Linked DNA regions of Mus musculus: region 2 is linked to region 1. The links are chromatin contacts, called in public HiChIP or PLAC-seq maps. All regions are on one chromosome and are shown on one strand. Each heading gives the region's core, a stretch centred on a gene start, on an enhancer-like site or on the middle of the called end of the contact. The rest is flanking DNA. Distances are from core to core; before and after follow the strand shown. Region 1 holds the start of Zscan10 (zinc finger and SCAN domain containing 10). Region 2 holds the start of Ccnf (cyclin F).

Evidence for each region. HiChIP or PLAC-seq counts read pairs in DNA pulled down with a chosen protein or histone mark.
Region 2: an H3K4me3 HiChIP or PLAC-seq map of embryonic stem cells shows a contact between it and region 1, with 6 times the contacts expected there. The contact joins the promoter of Ccnf here to the promoter of Zscan10 in region 1. A contact is called at or near these places in 2 of 115 datasets of contacts at active chromatin or transcription factors (embryonic stem cells and pancreatic cancer cells).

Annotation. Positions count from the first base shown.
Region 1 is chr17:23,598,739-23,602,185 of GRCm38.p6, reverse strand. It overlaps Zscan10 (zinc finger and SCAN domain containing 10), which reads right to left and starts at 1,360. Exons shown (of 7, transcript NM_001289481.1): 1 at 1,227-1,360. It also overlaps a transcript of Zfp13 not described here.
Region 2 is chr17:24,249,476-24,252,823 of GRCm38.p6, reverse strand. Ccnf (cyclin F) reads left to right here and starts at 1,415. Exons shown (of 17, transcript NM_007634.4): 1 at 1,415-1,529. The coding sequence starts at 1,514.

The DNA of each region.
Region 1 (3,447 bases), core at 111-2,610:
CTCAAAAATAAAAACACAAAGAGGGGTTGGAGTAGTATCTTCAGGGCCTGTGCCCAGCCAGCACATCGAGCCCTAATTTCTGGCTCACACACACAGGAAACAGCATTGCATTTCGCTGTCTGAAGAAGCATATGAAATATGATATGGAGGCGCTCCAGGCTCAGAGCGTGGCTGCTTTTCCGGAGCTCATGAGACTTCAAGTCCCAGAACTCACATGGCAACTCCCAACTGTTGGTGGGACCCAGTTCCCTCTTATAGTGCGCAGATGCACATTCATACAAACCCTCTGTATATAAAATAAATAAACCTTAAAAAAATAAAAACAATTAGAGAGTGAAGTCACTCTGGCCACTCTGCAGCAGATGCTCGTGAGTTCCAAGCGTTTAGCAGCCCAGTCAGTTGCCTGCTGCTCACTTCATCCCGCCCGGACTCACTTGCTAGATCAACCTATTAATCCTACAGGTTCAGAGAGTCCAAGGTGATTTACTCACAGCTTCACCCGGTGCTGCAATACTGCTTGCTAAAGTGGAAATGGGGTTCCGAACCCACTATTTGCGTCCTACCCCATGAAATTTTGCCAGTATTAGCTTGGAGTATGACAGCATAGATAAGAAAGAGAGAATTCTAGATTCTGGTCAAAGGCCCGCCTAACCACACAGCAGCTGGAATTTCTAGGTGAGGACTTGCCAGAGGTTTCCAAGAGATGGAATTCAGGCAAGTAGGCCTTAGAAAGCCTGTCCCTCCCCCAGGTCTCCAGGACAAAAGGCCTATTAATATGCACCTCTGTAGGGGGTTGGCTGGGTGTGGGGCGAGAAAGCTCTTTAGTGAAATCTGGCCGGTCTAAATTTGTATGTAGGTACTGCTATAAAATCCACCTACACACTAGGGAGCTAGAGTGGTCCTCTGCAAGAAATAACCCCCTTTCTCTGCTAGCAGTCTAACTTGCTCAACTCTGTTAACTTGTTTTTTTTTTTTTTTTTTTTTTTTTTTTTAAGGCAGAGATCCCCTTCTGGTGCTAGGAACGCATGGCATCGTCACTTCTGGGACCCTCCCTCATGTCTCCAAGGCCACAAATGCATCATGCTGTGTGGCCTTGGAGTCTCCAGCACGAGTTACCCGCTCATTATAACCAAGACTTTTCTAGCTCTCAGCCTACCAGTAGGTCCCCCGAAACACCCTTCACTCTCCACAGTGCTGTAAGCCTACACCCCAGCCCTCCAACTCACCACTCCAGGTACCGACGCCTGAGGCCGAGATGTTTGGGGATCCTTGGGAGAATTCAGGGTAAGAGGCAGCGTAGCCTAGTTTGGGAAAGGAATCCCGGGAAATGGAACAGGAAGTTCCCTGCCTGACCCATCCCTTTCAGGTAAGGGGATAAAGGGGCTTCCAGGAATTAACCCTTCACCTCCCAGTCTGGGTGGGGTAAGGAAGAGGGAGGAGCCAGAAACAAACCAAGGGAAAAGTGATGACTCCAGATTCTAACTTTGCCAAGCTTCTGTAAGAGTTAAGTTACTCTAAGCCAGAGCTTCTCCATCTACGCGGAGACAGACTGATGCCCTTTTGGGGCCAAGAGCTTCTGTTTTACGTGCTTGCTGTGTGTAGGCCTCTTTGCTTGGCTTTTCATTCATACAACAAATATTTATCTACATGTTTATTAAACAGCAGGCTCTAAGGACATGGAGCTAAACTGAGGAATGAGGCCCTGCCCCAGGTGGATTTGGGGTGTGGGGGTTGCATTCCAAGGAACAGATGAGACTGCAGTTGTAAGAAAATAAAATAGGTCAATTAGAGTGGAAAACACCTTTAATTCCAGCACTCAGGAGGCAGAGGCAGGTGGATCTCTTATTAGTTCAAGACCAGCCTGGTCTACATATTGAGTTACAGGTTATAGTTACGTGGTGAGACCTTGTCTCAAAGTAGAAAAGGAGGGGGACAGAAGGCAGGTGTGATGGTTTACACCTGCAGTGCTATCTTTTCCAGGTTCAGCTAAGGCTGGAAGAGTGCCCTGAATTCCAGATGGGCTTGGTGTAACAGAGTGAACTTGTCTCAAAAACTCAAAACCAAAGGGATACATCTCAGTTGGTAGAATGCTTTCCTGCCAAGCAGGAAGCACACATCATAAAATTGGGCATGATCGTGCACACTTGTAATCTCTGCATCTGGGAAATGGAGGCAGGCCTCTTTCAGCTAATATGAAGTCTGAAGTCACTGGGCTACATGAAATCCCGCCTCAAAACAAACAAACAAAAACCTGGGCCACTGACTTCCACAAGTAGTCCTCTGACTTCCACATGTGCCCCCACCCAACCTATAAATAAGTAAATAAATAAATGTAGTGAGAAAAAAATTAAAACATACACCGACAAGAAGATGTGATAAAGATGAGTGTTCCTCAGTCCATATAGCTTTTAAAAGTCTCCCCCACCAGAATCCTGCTAGTGGCTTTGTCCTACTAACAGCGCCCTCCGCCTCGCCCCGCCTCTCAGGAGAAGTTACCTCCACAAACCCTTTGGAGCCCACTTTAAAGTCAAACTCTCCCCTTTGCATTGATGGGCTTTCTTAGTTACATGCTCCCAAATACAGAGGAGGATTCCTTCCGGGAATCAGTGGTGCTATCTGGAGTGTCCACCCCGTTCTAGAGTGCACTACATCACTCGCGGGGTCAAGGAAACTCGGCGCTGGTCGCCCCCAAAGCCCTGATGTCTCAGACTGTCGTGACTAGGCCCAGCCTTGCTCTGGCTGCTCCTAAGTTTCCCTGCTAGGGTCAGCATCCAGCTTATTTTTAACTGTGTGGGGTGGATCTCACTGGACCACCCAGTAGGCACCAGTTTTCTTACTGCGCTCTATGTCCTCAGCACAGAGCCCAACGCCTAGCACGCAGGACACAGGAAAAGGCTGAGCGACAGCTTGACTTAGGCACCGCCCTCAAGAGATTTCCAGTTTTTCAATGGCAGAGCACCTCAACTTCCTGCTGCGGACTCCTCCCACAATCCTGCAACTTTGATTCCTCTCTAGAAGCCCCAACCCAAGAGAGGTGGGCCGGATGGTGGGAGCGGGGCATTCTGGAATAGGCGTGGCCTTCTCTGGAGGCGCGGCGAGCAGGGTGAAGGAGTGGAGAGCTTTCTCTAACAGCAGCTGGGCACAGTGGGTAGAGTCCTTCCTGTCTGTGGTTGCGGTGGTTTGGGGGGCGGGGAGGAGGGGGCGCAACAAAGGTTCTGAGAGTAGGGAGGAAGGCTGACGAGTTTACAGCTTGTGTAAACAGGCTCCCCAACTCCTGCTTCTCTGCGTGGTCTGAGCCCGCACATGTTCACCTTTACACACTAGCCTACACACTAACCGTAGACATGAACCTATCCTGCTTCTTGAACTCTAGTGGAGGCAGCCGCCCACCCTGGGGAAGCAGAAACCATCGTGTACCCAGCAGAGGGCCCTTGACTGGTGGTCCAG
Region 2 (3,348 bases), core at 166-2,665, 650 kb before region 1:
ACCAGAGGTGGTGAGAGGCTGAACCCTCTCAGTCATCAATCATACCAATCCCTCACAGACATGGCCACAGACCAGTCTGATATGGGCAATCACATAACTGAGTCTCCCTCAGATGACTCTAAGCAGTGTCAGGTTGTTAGCTGAAGGGCATTGGGAGACCCTTTATCAAAACCAACAAAACCCGCCTCCAATAAATAATAGAAACTGAAATTGAGTAGGATACAAAACAAGGTAGAGCAAAAAAAAAAAAAAAGACAACTGATCAACTGATGACTTTGTAACTCTGATTAACCAGGGGACCAGATAGATTGTTATGTATTCTGAAATGTGATGGACAGCGGGTTTGCTCATTGTTAGATTTAGTTTTTTTAATACCTTCCAGAGGCTACCAAAAGCAAATTCTGAAAACAGCACTTCTGTCCCAAGTAACAAAGTACAAAAGGAGGAAGATAAAAAAGTAACAAAGTAGCTGGGTGGTGGTGCCACATGCCTTTAATCACAGCACTCGGGAGGCAGAGGCAGGCGGATTTCTGAGTTCAAGGCCAGCCTGGTCTACAGAGTGAGTTGCAGGTCAGCCAGGGCTACACAGAGAAACCCTGTCTCGAAGAAAAGAAAAAGTAACAAATTGGAAAACAGTATAGTCTTCCGGAAAAGAGACAGTGTGAGGGTTCCCCATGGAGATCAGCAGCAATGGGGAGCAAATCCCAAGTCTTGCTCTAGGGTTCTCTAATATTCTGTGCTGTGAACAGCCATTCCCTATTAACTGTCTCAGACCCACTAGAGGTCTTGCTATCCAGCTTCCAGCACAGGTCAGATACAGTGAGCATGCTGGCTTCGGGGAGGGGATGAAGGCTGACCCAAGCTGTGGGGATAAGCCTGGGCCTATTCCTCGCTCTCCACCCTCAAGAGACCACTTGTCTTTTCTCGACAGATCATCTCATGAGAATACGGAACATGTACTCGAGTGAACACATCGCTCAGCAGACTGTGACTGTGGCTGTGGCTGCCCGGCATCGGAGCCCAGCTTCTGCAATTTCCACATCAGTGTTGGAGTTGGCGCCTCCAAATGCAGTCTCCTCGGCCGGAAGCTCGCGTGGGAGGGACAGGTAGTAAGCCACGACCAACTCCGGACGGTAGGACAAGTCTTGGAGGGAGAAGACCAGCCCTCTCTGCCTCCGGGCGGGCTTTTTAGGATAGCCCGCCGGCGCCAGCTGAACTCCTCCGTCCCCCGCCCAGCGGAGAAGGCGGGTCAACCACGAGCGATAAGCCAATAGACAGCCAGCGTTTGAATTCGCGTCCTGGTGTAGCCAATCACAAATGCCCAGAGCCTGCGGGGCAGGAGAGGCTAGTGATCTGGGGGGCGTAACTCTGTGGTCCTACCAGTAGGAGCTCCCGGCGCGTTTGAAAACGGGGCGGGGGTGGGGCCCGCGCCTGCGTGAGGCGCTCCGTGCACTTGCCCCAGGCGCGGGCGCGCTTGAGAGCGGTCTAAAGCGGCAGTGGAGGGAGCTCGGCGATGGGGAGCGGCGGTGGTGAGTGCTGGCGGGAGCCGGGTAGGCGATAGGTCATACGGAACGGAGGCCGGAGGAGCATGGACTCGGGCCCCTGTGACCCGGGAGTGCGCGTCGCATCCCCCAAAGCACGGGGTAGGCACGTATCCCCGACTGCGAGCCCGCCCGCGCGGTTTAAATGCCCGCCCGGCGCCTATGCCTCTCCTGTTACCCCAGGGCTATTTAGGTTCTCTACTTAGCAAACTACGATTTTACTTATCTGTGAAGTCGTGGGCAATCCACACGATATAGAGCGATCTCAGGCCCTGTCCGGACTCTTGTGGGCGGCTTGATCACCTGAGGGTTGGCTGAGGCCACAGGATCTGCCCCGTGAAAACGTCTCACGACCTGGGGGTGCGATTTCACTTGTTAGAGTGGTTAAACACTTCCAGACATGCTCTAGAGCACACGAGTCAAGAAACTGTTATGATAATATTCTTAGAATGTTTGGGAATTATAGCTCTCTGGGTATACATTTGGCCTTTGCTGTAAATTTGGTTTCCAATAAGACTCAGGTGAAGAGTTTGGGAGTGGACAGTCTCTTAGAGACCTCCTGATGGAAAGCCCGAGGTCAGCCACTTTTGCCTCAGTGTGAGGAGGAAAAATAGGTAGAAAGATAGGCGCATTTATAAGTAGGAAGGCAGGACCTTGGGGGGGGGGGGTAATGTGGGGGCCCTTTGTGAAATAGGGAAAAAAGCCATAGGCGTTGAATGAAGAATGAATTGCTGAAGTAAATATTGGAACAACCCACTGTGGAGGAGAAGAGCTCATCTGAAGAGCATGTCTGGGTCCAGTTGCTGTGTGCCTGAGTTCTCAACATGTGGGCGCGACTCCATTGGGGGGGTCACACGACCTTTTCACAGGAGTTGCAGATCAGACATCCTGCATATCAGATATTTACATTAAGATTCATAACCGTAGCAAAATTACAGTTATGAAGTAGCAATGAAGGTATTTTATGGTTGGGGGTCACTGCAGCATGAGGAACTGAGTGTATTAAAGGGTCCACGGTGCTAGGAAGGGGTGATTTTGCACTGTAAGCTGAGTGTGGAAGACCCCTCTGTTTGGGGACTGGGGAGCTCTCACCATCTGCCAAGCTGAGAGCTGCTCTGGGATGGATCTGGCCTCCATGTTCTACAGAACGGCCTGCTAATTTGAGTTCCCAGTCTATGCTATGCAAGTCCCTTGGTCAACCATATGCTGATAGTCACATGTTCAAATATAAACAATGTAAGCTGGCCATAGTGACTAATACTTAGAATGCAGTACTTGGCAGGTAGAGGTAGGGGAATCAGGAGTTCAAGGGTAACCTCAGCTAATGTTAGTGAATTTGAGGCCAGCCTGGGCTATAGCAAAAGTCCAAGGGATCTTACTGACTGGTTGTGAGCTAGCCTTCACTGCTGAGCAGTTTCTTGGCCCCAAAAGTACCTTCTTGAGTACAGTTCAAGGAAAACTGAATGTTCATCAGTGTCGACTGCTTTCTCCAGCTCTGGTTGTCATGTAGATCTTGGATTAGAAAATTTCCAACATTCAAGTTACATGTTACCTGATATTCTCCCTGAATATTTATTGGCTATAAAAGGAATGGTGGTATCTTTTTTGTTGTTTTGTTTTTTGAGACAGGGTTTTCCTGTATAGCCCTGGCTGTCCTGGAACTCACTCTGTAGACCAGGCTGGCCTCGAACTCAGAAATTCACCTGCCTCTGCCTCCCGAGTGCTGGGGAATGGTGGTATCTTAAGTAATTCATATGGTACACTTTATTTAATTTTAAAACTAGTCTCTTGTGTGAATAGAGGACAG